Linked DNA regions of Mus musculus: all the other regions are linked to region 3. Evidence: chromatin contacts called from public Hi-C data. All regions are on one chromosome and are shown on one strand. Each heading gives the region's core, a stretch centred on a gene start, on an enhancer-like site or on the middle of the called end of the contact. The rest is flanking DNA. Distances are from core to core; before and after follow the strand shown.

Region 1 (4,465 bases), core at 89-2,588, 100 kb before region 3:
TGTGTCCTCACTTAAAACAAACAAAACCCATCCAGTCCACCGTGTGCTGTCTGTGGACTTCGGATGTGTGGTCCTGTTGATGTCAGTTATCAATAGTTCCTCAGTTAGGGGTGTGACTTTGTGCGTCCCTTCCCCATTTATGCTGGAATTTTGCCTGCCTTGACTCTGTCCCTTGTATGTGCTGTCATAATCTCGGTGAGTGTGTATATCTAGCTGCCTTTCTGAGTGAAAACAGTTCTCGAAGACAGTTTTGATGTAGTCAGCTCTGCCTCTGGCTCTTACGCTCTCTCTGTCTCCTCTTCCTGAACCCTGGGGAGGAGGTGCTGTAATATTGCTGTCCAGATTTCGGGCTGAGCACCCCACAGTCTCTTTCCCCACCTTATTTTATGTGACAGGGTCTCTCACTGATCCTGGAGCTTGGCTTTGATTGAGAGCTGGGGGTGTGAACTCAGGTGCCCACGCTCGCGCAGCAAGCACCATAATAATAGAACTGTGCTCCGCACAAATGCAGCCTGTGTAAAGTAGGTCTCACTAGTGCAAAGCCCCGTGCGTGCATTCACACACAATGCTGTCTCATCGTGGCAGCAGCAGAGCTGAGCAGTAAGCACAGACTGTGTAAGAAGGCTGGTTTGACATACCAGATGGACCGGGCCATAGGGTGCCCATATAACTAGCTAGGCCTTCTTCCCTGTTGTGTCTGTAGGTGTTTCTGGAAAGGTGAGCATTTCTGTTGACTGGCTTAGTGGGGGCATCGTCCCATTCTTGAAGGTCCGGAGGGAACAAAAGTCAGGGCGAGGCTGACTGTTGTCTGTCTAACTGGACACACAGCCAGCCCAGCGCTTGTGGCTTTGAGAACTTCAGTCTCAGTCTGGAATTTGCATACTGGCTCTCTGATTCTTACACTTTTCAATCCCACCACGGGCCAGCAGGCAGGGGATCATGGGACTTCTTGTCATCCATGATGGCCGGGGCCAAACCTATTGTATGTACATACATCTTACACACACAAGGCTCTTCACAGAAATCTCCCCCTCGCTCCACACCCAGCTCAACACTGCAGTTACTCTCAGCCCAGGAAATGCAGCAGGGAAGACCAAGAGCTGCAAGAACAAACTCACCGCACACCAGAAAGCAAACACGAAGTGCCCAACAGAGCCGAGGCGCTGTAGAGACTCCGTGCTGGTGTTTCTCCCTCTGCTAGGCTTTTTCCCACATGCACGTGCTGGCGATTAAAGAAGGAAGTGTTTGAAGAGGACGCGGTTTCCATAAACAGTTGCCTTGATGCTCTGGAGCCCGAGCAAACCGAGGACAGCGCCCTGGAACCCTCTTTAATCTGTCTTGTGATCTCATTTCCACATGGACTGAGGACCTCGTTCATGTGACCTTAGAGAGAACTGGGCCTGGAGCCTGAAGTTATCAGTTTCCATCCAGGAAACAGAACAGCCTCCAGGCTATAGATGAGGTCTGTTGTCGATTCTGTACAGCGGACTCTACAGAGAGTAGCATTCGGATGCCCCCACCCCTGCTTCTAGAGGTGGGCACCATGGATCCTTGGGGGCAAAACCTTCTGACTATCTCATGAGAACATGGCGAAATTACAATAAGGATTCTACAAACACTGAATTCCCTAGCCATGATGTCACGAGGAGCTTCTGAAGAAGCAGATATTCGGGATAATCAGCCGAGCGAGTGGACGTGGCTAACATTTGGGACTCACAGATGAAGGCATTTCTGGAAACAGGCCCCCTGGGGCTGGGTGTAGGAGAGCCTGACCTACAAACAGCTTGCGTGTACTAGTGACACAGGACACACAGTATCTCAGGATCTGCATGTGTTTAGCCCAGCACCCTTGGCGAGTAAAGACTTGTGAATCACCCAGGGCAGATGCCTTCCCCTGGGCAGTCTGGAAACAGCATCAGTTCCCAGCACCTCTGTGACCTCCTGGGCAGCTGTGCTGTGAGCTGTGCTGCTATCAGTGTCGCTAATCTCATAGTCCAGAGGCCCTGGGAGTCAGAAATGCAGAGGGCTTGGTGACTGCAAAGTGATTTAGCCCAGCACGGCTCTATTCCTTCTGACTTACTGACTAGGAAAGTCAGCGAGCTCATCCTAACCTTTCAGTAGGGTGGAGCATGTGTAGATCATCAGACCACTGCTGTGGGGTAGGGTGAAACTTTTAGAATCACGTAGACCCAGATATGTGCAGAGAAATCCCCACTGTGAGACCCAGAGAGGGGATGAGACCCACATCTCTGGCCCCACTGCTGCCAGGTGGAGAGAGCAATTCCTGCCCCTCAGAGTTAGCTCCAGAATGAACCGGCATGCTACAACTTTGAACACTGTCAGAATAGGAAAGCTAGCTCACTCACCCAGTTCCCAGGCATCCATATTGCAACCTGGGCTGTCTCCTGATTCCTTGCCTGGCGGCTCAGTTTACCCTTCAGATATAAAACCCTTGAGCCCAGGCATGGGTTACTGTCTCTCCTTTGGGGGTGGGGAGCTATTTAAGGGGTGGCACTGAGCATGGCTGAGAGACTGTGGGAGGAATAAGGTGGACATTCAGAGGTATTGGAGACTTGTGTTGCCTGCATATGGGCTACACTAGGCTGGATGACCGCTTAAGACCATCCAGGGTCTGAACACATGCCCCTCGCTTTCTCTTTTGGGCTGGGATCTAATGGCTTGGAAGTCATTCAGATTTGGGGAATTCAGATTTGACTCCTGGTGTTTGGAGTCACGGATCGCACCATGGCTAGAATGCTGGTGTGTTTTCAGGCGTGCTCTGTCTTGGCACAGGCACTGGCTGCCTTTCTACAGAAAGAATAGAGGAGCCCATTCTTCAGGTGTATAAGGGGCCCTGCCCCACACCAGTGAGTTACAAAGCCCGAGTTTAACCAACCCAGGAAGAACTAAAAACTCAAGCATGATCACTTACTTGCAGTAGGGGTCCTAAGTCCCAACCTCAGAACACTTGGCCTTCCTCTGGACACACTGTGCACACGATGCCCTTCCATGGGAAGTGTGGTACCCAGGTGATATGATGTTGTTTGGGAGGCCTGAGCTGACCCTCAGATGTGCAGGCACTGGAGTTTGACAGGCTCCTCCCAGACCAGCATCAATAATGCTGAGAGCCCTACGTGCTCAGTCAGAGAAGAGCCCCAAGTGGCCAGGGCAGTGTTCCTTGATGAAGAGTGGACCCCTTTCAAATGGGGCCCCGGCAGAGAAGTCTTTCCTCTGGCTTGTGGCAGAGTGTTCCCACTGCTAGACATTTGCAACGTATCTATGGGTACAGAGGGGAAAGATGGGGAGGGTATGGGTTGTCTGGTATGTGTACTATGTGTGATATGTGTTGCATAGCGTGCAGCACATGTGTAGCGTGTGATGTAGGGTATGGAGTGTGGTGTATGGTTACATAACATGTATGTACATGGTGTGTTTTTGATGCATATTATTTGTGTGTTATGTGTGTAGTATGTGGTATATGTAGGTTTGTGGTGTGAGTCTTATATGCATATGTGTATAGGTTTTTTGTGCCATATATAATATGCATGTGGTGTGTGGTGTTTATGTGAGTTTGTGGTTGAATGTGTGTGGACTGTGCACGACTTGTATGTGCTGTGGGTATAGTTTCTGTGCCGGGGAGCATGTGCTCTGAATGTGTGAGTCTGTGCTGTGGCATCTTGTGTGTATTGGGACTCCATGTCATGCAAGCTCTACAGTCAGGTGGCATCTGTAACTGATGTGCCTAGTGGGCATAGATACTTTGCTTTCAACTATGACATTATCTTATTCTACATAGATGTCTTCCCCCCTAGTGTAATACAGAGGGAAGCTATAATTTGCTTGTCCAGGGGAGAGCCTGACTGGCTCCCAGTCCAGGTGTTCTTGACTCTGCCTCCTCGCCTGATGCTCACACTCGTGGCTTTTCCAGATCAGCCAAGTCGCGTTCCTTAGTTTCGGTGAACACCAATTTAACTTACTTTTGTGAATATTTCCATATATACCACTCAATCAGTATTTCAGATATTGGCAAAGACTAATATTACTTGTTTCTCAGATCTGATATCTCCGCATACTCTAGTTATCTTGTGCCTTCAGGGAACCTGCCCATTTGACCCAAGAAAGTCTCTGGGTCCTGCCATCTTTCTACCCCACCTCAGATTCCTGTCTTCTGAATTTTCACCTCTGTCCACAGAAAATATAGTGATATAGAATGCAGGCCTCTGTCCAGGTTGCTCAGGGGAGCGTGAGAACCACATTGGAGTCTTGGCTCCGACCTTCGACTCTGACCAGCCACTGGCCTTGGGAATTTAGATATCATGGTAACTAGGCCTCCAGAGAGGTTACCTCCAGAGAAGTCGCTACCACCCCTTCTGACCTCAGCAGACCCTGGGCTCCTCTTCTCTCTCCTGTCAGCCTCCAGGACTCCAGGGATACTGCATCAGTATCCCAAGGTCAGTCCATCCTT
Region 2 (4,831 bases), core at 667-3,166, 100 kb after region 3:
CCTATACACATTAACTAAAACTAAATAAAGGAGAGTGACTCCCATGGGGAAGCTGGGGCTCAAAGGCAGCTTCAGTGTTGGGTGATCTGGGATTATGACTGCTATATGATCAATAGAAGGCCTTACAATTTAAACATCTTCTCAAATCTTCTCCCAAAGTTCCTGTGCTTGCTGGCAAAGCTTCTCCACCACTGCCCTTTGTGAGACCCAAGAGAACAAGGGGACGTAGTCTGTGTGCTTTTCTGCCCTGCTTGTCTGTCAACTCTCACCCCGTGGGGACCTGACCACATATGCGTTCCCTCCTGAGTCTCTGGTCTCCAGCACGCTGCTTGGCAGATAGGCCCATCTCTGTCCCTGGCTGAGTTGTTAGCCCTGTGTGGCCTGGTGCTTTCATTGGCTGTCCCTGCTCACAGCAACATTCTCTGCACTTGTACTTTGCCCAGCTGTCAAGATTCAACCATGGGGTCCCTTCCTGGTCTAAAGAAGATTTATTCCCTTCGGCTAAACAGCAAGCTGGTTCTTATCTATAGGCAAAGTGTTTACAGGAATGGAGGCCGAAGGCAGACAGCCTGTGAGAATGTCATACTCTGGACGTCACCCAGATGACAGGGCTCTAGTTCTGATGCACAGCAACACACTGTACCAGCAGACTCAGCTCCTTGTCTGCCCAAGACCAAGTTCTACTGGGAATAATGTCCACACTTGCTGCTCAGTCTTGGCTCCTAAAGGAATCCCAAGCTGTGGGTCCTCTGTGGCCTCCCAGGTCAGATCCATAGCCAGAATCTAGTCACATGGCAGGAAAGGCTCCAAGCTACTTCTCACTTGGAGAGAAAATACACCCTTGAATTTGCTCTCATTTTTGGCACACTCTGCTTCTATGTTGGATAAGAATTACTTGTGCCTTGTCAACCTTCCCCAGCATGTGACTGAAGCAACGACCTCTGCTCTCCTTCTTACCACCCAAGCTTTCAAGAAAAGGTTTGGTCAGCCAAAATGGCCCTTCGTGGTTGGGGCCAGATGGATGCTGTGACTTCCAACCTAGGTGGTGGCAGATCCCTGGTCATGGACTTGTGATCTGGAACAGCTGAGTCACAGCTCGGTGGGAGCCTGCCTTGCGTGTGTGAGGCCCTGAGTTCAAGCACCAGAAGGTTCTGTTGGTCTCCAGCAGGAGAACTGTGTAAGAAGCCATGCCAGGTGCCCCTGTCAGCTCTTCTGGGGGACACACAATTGGAGCCTGGAGCCTGTAAGTGAATACAGAGACAGGTGGGGGGGGGAATAGGCAGGCAGACAGACAGACAGACACAGAGACACAGCAAGATAGAGACCAACAGGCACGGGGGGAGGGGGCACACCGACACAGATCCACAGATATGTACATACACACAGTGAGAAACAGAAACACAGAGAGAGACGAACAGAAGGACATACAGAAACAGACACACACACATAAGCAGATAGAGAGGAGACACAAAGACAGACTCACACAATACGTAAGACACACATACACACACACACACACACACACACACACACACACACACACAGGGGGTGGGGGTGGGGGGCTAGTAAGATCTCTGACCATTATCTTGCTGACCTAAATCCAGAGCTGCCTTGATCAGAGGCCGTTCCCACTGTGAGGACCTGAGACACTTTGTTAGGGCTGGGAGAGGGTTCTTTCCAGCATGAGTCACTGTCCGCCTCTCTTCCTTAATTAGTGCTCAGGGACTTGCTGTTGTAACTCTAGTGAAGTCCACGGAAATTAATCAAAGAATATCTTAGACCTTAAATACAGCGAGAACTGCCACCAGGCCAAATCCGAAGGCACTGGGACCTGCATGGCCCAGCGCTCCCCTAGAAACTGAGCTTGAGCCTCCCACGTGTCCAGCACTCCCTGTCCTGGCACTTCCTTCCTCGGGGTTTACTTTCTGGAAGGTTTTCTACTTGTTTTTCCAACTATGGCAATTTCTCAATCTACTACATACCACAATCCTCAATAAAAACGGTTCTCATGGAGCCCTGGTCCCGAGGGCTTGGCAAGTATGGCTTCTTGGATGTGGTCCCTGTGTGTCTACACACTCTGGGATGCAAAGCACAGGGGGACTCTGTCCACACTCACATGAACCCCACCCTTGCTAATCTCCAGAAGATCAGCCAGTCTCATAGGTGCCAGAACCAGGGGTTGGCGTGGGAGGTGCCCAGCAAAAGGGTCCTGTGGTTCCAGTTAGTCCCATTGTACTTAAGAGGCTGAAGATATAGTAGGACCACATCCAGAACATGCAAGAGAACAGACCCACAGTTGTAGCATCCAGACTAGGAAGCTGTCTCAGCACCTACAACAACCATCCCAGCTGATCACCCTTCATCTGCAGTGCCCAGCCCAGCAGGCCACCCATAACCTATAGCACCCAGCCTAGAAGGCCCTACTCCACACCCAGCACACAGCTCAGGCACTAGCCTCATCACCCACAGTGCCCAGACTGGGCTGTCTGGAAGCCCTTCTCCCACTAGACTGAAGCCCTCCAGATCAGGACCACTCTACCCATTTCACCCCAGCATCCTCAGCCCCAGCCAATCACAGACCTAGGGGATCAAAGCGCAGACACAGAGGCACATGGACCAGCTTACCCTGCAGAAGCACTGTCATGATCATGATACAATTTTTCTATAAAGCAAACCCCAGCAGAGCAGAGGGGAGAGGTGTGAAATACTGACAAGAAAGGAAGGTGCTCCCACGGAGCCACAGGGGATGACCAGGAATGTAGAGTCCAGCCAAAAAGATAAGTTCACATGGCCTTAGGATCCCCCATAAATCTTCACTGTCTTCATGGCTTGGCTCCTGTGTTGAGTGTAGAGCTTGCCGGAAGTCTTAGAAGGGCTTTCTGCCGTACAGATCTGCCCGTGTGCATGCTCCATCCACAGGGCCAGGCTGGGTCAGTGGGGAAAATGAAGGGCATTAGAAGTTGTATTGAACAAGGCACCCAGGTGGAAATGACAGCCACTGACCAATGGGGTCACTTTGGGCAAGCAGGTGAGCCACTTGGGGTGCTCAATTTACTACTAGGACTTGTGCCAAAGAATAAACAAACCCTATTTGAGGAGATGGAGAGCACCTCCTAGTATTAGGGTTATTAATGGTGTAGACATGGTATTGGGGGAGGTGTTTATGTCCTAGAAGTGCTCTAGTGACAGGCATAAGGCAGACTGAGTCCCCAGAGCAAGAGGCAGAAAGGGGACACACCGAGCTGAGCCCCTGCGCTCATCCATGCAGATGCCCACGGGTAGGAAACCTAGATGCAGAAGACTGGCAGCCACACTCACTGTGCCTTCCGCTCTGTCTTCTCTACCTTGTGCCTGTTGCTATTTACTAACTTAAAAGCTCGTAATCTGAAGTCCTCTCCTGATTGTTTTTCTTACATGTATGTTTTCTTACATGTATGTTTGGTACATGAATATATATACATGTCGCGAGTACACGTGTGTGTAGGCCAGAGGAGAATGTCAGGTGTCTCCCTTTATCAGTCTCCACCATGTTCCCTTGAGAGGATCTCTTTGAACTCAGAGCTCTGGGTTTTTTCACCCAGCGCTGGCAGCCAGCAAGTCCCAGTGATTCTTCTGTCCCTACTGTTATCCTAGAACCTTAACCACTATAGATTGTAAAGTCACTTCCTTGACACGATCCAGTCACCTATACTATAGGACAGGATAGGATAGGATAGGTTTCTTCATCTTTGCCCAAGTTCTGAGCTTATCTTCAGTAGAGAACAGGTTTTCTACCCAGGTATATGGGCCGTGTCTGGATACAGCTTGGTCGTCTCCAGTGGGTGAAGCCAGAGGTGCTGCTGACCTTCCTGCAAAGCTATGGTGCGTGACTCATATCTTCTAAGTGCATTGGCCTGGCTGCCCAAATTGTTATCTCTAAGCCTAGCCCTCTGCTCCAGGCTGACCTATGTTGAGAATAGAAGGATCTCCTGGGTCTAAGCTCAGCTGGCATGGGACCTTGCTGGAGGGGGAGGAGCAGAAATGGATGGAGAAAGGGCAATGAGCAGGAAGCTAAGCTCTGTCTCTGCTTACTTCACTCTTATTGCTGTGAAGAGACACTGTGACTAAGGTACCTCTTAGAAAGAATGTCATTGGGGCTTGTCTATAGTTTCAGAGGTTTTGTTCATTATTGTCACCGAGGGAGCAAAGTGGCATGTGGCAGACAGGACACTGGAGCAGTAGCTGAGAGTTTCACACCCTGATCCACAGACAGCAGGCAGAGGGGTTGGAAACCTCAGCGCCCACCCCCAATGATGCACTTTCTCCCACAAGGCCACGCCTACTTCAGCATAGCTGCGCATCCTAATCCTTCTCAAATGGTTCGCCAACTGGGATGAAGCATATAAATATCTGAGCCTACAGTGGGCATTCTCTTTCCAATCACTACACAGGCATTTCATAAAATCTAAATCCAAACAGTCACTGGAGTAGAATCAGCGAATGTTTACGAAATATGAACTAGGAAGAGAGCAACTCTCGCACTGGTAGTAATTGAGCACACATCAAAAATGTCAACCAAGGAAAACCAAAACCAGAGTTGCACACAGCCACCCTGACCACAGGGCAGGAGACATGCCGCAGTCATGAACACACTGACAAGATGCCCTTTCGTTCCACATTAAAGTCACATTCCTGGGTAACAAACAGATCAAGGAGTGGACAAAGCCTGTGGTAAAACATGGTTTAGGTTGGAAGATTTTAAAGTTATACACCAAGAAAGATGAAGTGTTGGTCACAGTTGTGAGTAAAGGGATTTCCAGGGCTTTGAACGCTTTCTTCAGCAAAACAAAGA
Region 3 (4,813 bases), core at 54-2,553:
GGAAGTCCCAGTGCACGTGCAAGATAGCTTCCCAAGCTTCAGGCTGTAACCTGTATCTTCCACACTGATTGGTGCATGGGTCTGTGTCCCATAGACGTATTTACCAAGGTCAGAGTAGCTTTTGAGTCTCTTCTTGCAGCACCCTGAGGCTTAGTAAACTCTGTCTTGCCCACACGAGGCTTTCAGTGAGTGTTCACTTAGTGAGGAACTCACATTCAGACGTTTATAAATGCATATCATAAGTTGGGGCTGAAATATGGACACAACACATTTGTCTTTGAGCTCAGTCGTGTCCAGTCTTTATTTTTAGCCCTGTTTGATGATTGACAGCACTGGGCACAGCTGATCACAGGCAAAAGGATTATGTACCTTTGGGGAATGTACCATCACTAGTGTGTGGGGCATCTATGGGACAAGGAAGGAGAGAGACTGTTAAAACGAGCATGTAAAAAAGCTCTTGAAAATCAATGAAATAAAAGTCCAGTGCATGCTTTGGGGAAGAGCACCAGAGCTAGCAGAAACTCGGTTCCCCCAATGTCACCAAGGCCATGGATAGCATTTTTAGGGCTGTCAGTCACAGAGTCAGGCTGATGGGGTCTGGCAAGCAGCAGATACCAGAATGGCAGCAGGTGTCAGCCTTGAAGGAAGAAATAACATCTCCTGCAGGACGTGGAGGGTATTCCCAACCACAAAAGTGGCTGTGTCATCAAATGAAGACACTGTATCAGGACACAGGACATAACCCCCCAGTGTCCACCAAGGTAGAGGAATAACGTGTTTGAGCAAAAAACATCAATGTTTCTTCCTTTTCTTGTTAACATTGCAGTTTTCAAGTTACCCAGCATTTCAGAAGGTCACACTGAGGTGACATCAAGCCCCAGTAGTGAGTGAGCCATCCCTGCTTCTAGGTCTAAAAATGCCGCAGCTCTGAGCCTGCCTTTGAGAGGCAAGACTGTAAGCTGGTCTGCTGGCCCTGCTTAATTCTTCCTTCCAGCATAGTCAAGTACCTGACTTGAAATCATTGTTTCATTGTTTTGTGAAGTCTGTTGGGTGATTGCAAATATTCTGGTTTTGAATTGTCTCGGTTCTCCAGCCGCCCGTGCCCCCCTACCCCCCCCCCCCCGTGAGTGCTCAACCCTTGAAAAAAACGTGGGAGCTCCCCCACCCCCCTGGAGCCTCCAGGGACAAGACCCTACCAAACTCCGAGGAAAGAACAAAGCCCCCTCCTTGAAGGAGGTGCTCAGCGTCATGCTGGAAGATTCCGGCGAGCATCGCCCCCTTGTGGTCTTGCCGCAGATGAAAGACTTCAAAGGCAAGTGGACAATGTGTTCTCTATTAGGAAAAGGCTCAACAGAACCTCTTCTTTCCACATGTGTGAGCACATGCAGGGGCAAGCCAGAGAGATGCCACGACACAGAGGATGCAGTACTGTCCTCTGCAGTAAGGAAATCACACTAACCACTAACCTCAGATTTTAAAAATGGAATTCCAAAGTCTCAGGGTGTACAAGCTCAGGGGGCAAAAGTCTGAAATGGTCTGATTCAAGAGTAAGGGAGACTGGACCCCAAAGAAGTAGAGTGACTGGCCTAAGATCACACAGCCAACAGTTGGTGGTTTTGTAAGTAGCCTTGCTTATATATGCAACACCTGCCCCCCAACTAGTCTTACTAACACCACTTTCTCTCAGATACCCTGAATTGCTTTTGTTTAGCTAAGGTACTAGTTAGTAGGGGCTACTTGGAGGCTCAGGAGCAGGTGACAAATGCAGGTTTTCTTGTGTTTGTGTTATTAGTTAGTGTGAGGTTAAAATGTTATTTCTATTTTATTGTGATAGAATATAACAGACACACACACACACACACACACACACAATGGTATTTCCCATGCTACCCATTTTTAAGTACACAGTTCAATGCACCGACCACACTCACTCATAATGATGATTTCTGAGGAGCTATCACTACTCAGAAATCTTCCCAGGCTAAGCCCAACTCCATTCGACACAAACCGCTGGTCTCCCGCTCAGCCCCGGAAACCTGCCATCCTACTTTGATATAAAGAACTTTCGGGACATCACACACATGATGCCACATGGTATTTATTTACATCCTCACATTCTGATCTCTTGAGACACTGTCTTAAGTGTGTGTGCTCACTATGAAGTCCATGCTGACCCCAACTTTGCAGTAATCCCCCTGCCTCAGCCTTCAGAGCTCTGGGATTAGCGGCCCGCACACCACCATACCCTGTGATAGTCACTGGCAGCATTTATCATTTGTATATTGCTTATTTCCTGGAATACAGCATCTTCTCCATGTTACAACCTGCACTAGAATTCCTCCCCACTTTAAGCACAAACATTTCGTTATCCTGTAATGACTCCTATTTATTGGCTCCCTATTTGGTCACTGGGTTACTTCTGCAGCAGCAAGCAGGGTGCTGCTGGAGGACCGTGCACCTGCTCAGCGGAGTTCGGTGGCTGGAGAGTTCCACACTTTTGCCTAAAATGGGTCTGTGTCCTTGTGGAGGAGGGTGTTCGACAGGCCTGGGCTTCTCAAGGCATTTTATCATGGCTATCATCTGGGCTTACAGAGATTTGGGGGGTAACCTAAAACATTGCTCCTATCCTGGGCTCTTTTGACTAGGCCATGGCTGGGGCTAAATTCCCAGCCAGATGATATTTGTAATCTAGATTTGAACTCAGAAGGATCGGGAAGCCAGAAGTCCCTGTCTTTAGGGTAGATTTTAAAATGCAGGAAACATGCTGGTTTGTGGGGAAAGGACTCCTAAACTAGCAGGTATCAGGGGGAATTTTCGGGTCTGGTGTGGTTACCGCTGAGGTCGGGAAGCCCAGTGTGACCACAAAACTCGGCATGTTCTGTCACTCTCTGCCTTTCCCCTTTGTTGACTTTTCAGGAAAAATACAAAATGCACTCTCTGTTACTGCTGGGTTTGGGCTGAACTTCCCAGCCCCACTTTCCAGGGAGGCCCAGGGTCCCATGATTGAGGGCTTTGAGAACATCCCCCCTGATTAGCTCTAATCAATGGTGAGCGAGGGTCACGGTGGGTGTCAGTCTTTGCTTGTGCCTGTGTCTGCAGCCTTGGTGTTTGGAACCTTGGTGGACTCAAAAGTGCTCTCTCCCTCCACAGCACTTGTGTAAGCCTGGCCACTTCCCTCAACGCGTAATTACAGCCCAAAGCTAAATTCAATCATGTACCTCCAGCTTGTTCCCTGCCTCCTGGAAAGCTTACTTTTCTGAATCCTGAAAAAAAAAAAAAAAAGCCATTTTTCCACCCAGCCAGCCTGTCTGTGTCCTTCCAGATCTGCCAAATGTCTTCTTCTCTCCAGTTTACAAAGAGGCCAACTCCTCGGTGCTCTGCGCAGCCCAGGCCAGGCTCTGGGGTCACAGGGATCAGGGCAGGAGCCAGCTCCACACGGTGCTGATGTACAGTGTCCGATCCCTGAAAGGCTGCAGTAGACCCTCAGAAGGTTACCTAGAGTTCAGTGGCGTCACTCAAACAGCAAATAGGTGAGCGGCGCCGTAAAACACAACGAGGAAGCTCACAGACCGCAGATTTTCGAGAACTCCAGCAAATAGCTTCGGAAAATGAAAGTGCCATAAAGAGATCTTTCCACGGGGGACCAGGACGTGTTGTGTGAACTGGATGGCGGCACAGAACTCGAAACTTTGATAGCCTTGACCTGTTCTAAGCGACAGCCTTGGTTAGTTAGGGCAGGATTTTTCTTTTGAACAAACTTTAAGGTTTTTTTTTCCCCCCTAAGTGCTGTTCCGCTTAAGTCTCTTAAAACATAGTTTTAAAATTGAAAGTGTGCTCTGGAAACAAGTCCATAACTTCTAATAAACTTGACACAGACCATTTTGTAGTTAACAGAATTCTTTTTTTTTTTAATTACTTTTTAATTTTCACTTATTTGAGCTGTTTTGGAAATGGAAGTGGATTGAATTAAGTCAAAATGAATTTCTTCGCTATCGCTGCTGCTAAGGAGGCACCAACGCCTTTCCGAGCAATTTCACATTTAATTAAAAATTAAAACTTATTTCAAATTACACAGGGAAGGATGCTAGTTAAATAACAGAGTTTTCTTTCTTTTTTTATGGTTCCTGGGTAAAGTGTGGGTATTCTCAACTCTTTAATGCAGCTATCTAAATAAATAAAAGCACTGAGAAAGTTGATAAATCTGGTGTCAACCTTAGTATAATTTCATTTTCACAATCTTGCCTTTAAAAACAAACCAAAAAAACCCCAATGAGCACACAAACCCTAAAGCTCTGGTTTTAATGAAACCTCTCCCAACCCTCACTCTCAGCAGATCTAAGAGGTAAAGATAATTCTGACTGCTGTTTCCTAACTTCCAAGACAACACCTCTGACGTGGCACAGTGGGATCTTTGTTTTGTGTTTTTTTTTTTTTTTTTTTTTTTTTTTTTTTTTTTTAATGAAAATCCCTATCTCAGGCTCCTGGCTTTTCCTGAATTTGTCTAGATAAAGTCGAAGAGGAAAAGTTCTTCCCATCTACAATTTTCTTAGGTTATAGAGCGCTTATAAATCTGCCTTACGTTAATGCTAGGAATAACGAATAACGTTGGAGGTCTGAAACATCTCTACAGTTGCGAATGACCTCTTTCTCTGGCCATTGAGCAGGTGGAAATTATACACAATGCCTGCTCCTGGTTTTCACTCAGACACAGACAAACACGAGCAGCACAAAGCTGAGCATTTGTTCTGAACTGCAGACGCAGTGTTTAAACAATGCATGGGTTTTACTCATTAGCTTGTATAAAAAGGAGGTT

The links. Hi-C and Micro-C count contacts between places; a contact is called where the count stands out from the background.
Region 1: a contact with region 3 is called in a Hi-C map of uterus, with 4 times the contacts expected there. The contact joins two enhancer-like sites. A contact is called at or near these places in 1 of 39 promoter capture datasets (embryonic stem cells), 8 of 484 Hi-C or Micro-C datasets (the G1E-ER4 cell line, the HPC-7 cell line, the NIH/3T3 cell line and 5 more) and 1 of 115 datasets of contacts at active chromatin or transcription factors (the NIH/3T3 cell line).
Region 2: a Hi-C map of uterus shows a contact between it and region 3, with 2.7 times the contacts expected there. The contact joins two enhancer-like sites. A contact is called at or near these places in 7 of 484 Hi-C or Micro-C datasets (the G1E-ER4 cell line, cerebral cortex, differentiating spermatogonia and 4 more).

What each region holds. Positions count from the first base shown.
Region 1 is chr1:91,651,158-91,655,622 of GRCm38.p6, forward strand. No RefSeq gene overlaps it. Among named protein-coding and RNA genes, the nearest start is that of Gm28380, 42 kb to the left of the region's middle. Within about 2 kb of position 1,339, at least 11 of the 459 cell types and tissues checked have an H3K27ac peak or open chromatin away from gene starts, as enhancers often do. A contact at or near this core is called in uterus, where this site is marked.
Region 2 is chr1:91,856,580-91,861,410 of GRCm38.p6, forward strand. No RefSeq gene overlaps it. Among named protein-coding and RNA genes, the nearest start is that of Gm46242, 21 kb to the right of the region's middle. Within about 2 kb of position 1,917, at least 58 of the 459 cell types and tissues checked have an H3K27ac peak or open chromatin away from gene starts, as enhancers often do. A contact at or near this core is called in uterus, where this site is marked.
Region 3 is chr1:91,753,993-91,758,805 of GRCm38.p6, forward strand. No RefSeq gene overlaps it. Among named protein-coding and RNA genes, the nearest start is that of Twist2, 45 kb to the right of the region's middle. Within about 2 kb of position 1,304, at least 19 of the 459 cell types and tissues checked have an H3K27ac peak or open chromatin away from gene starts, as enhancers often do. A contact at or near this core is called in uterus, where this site is marked.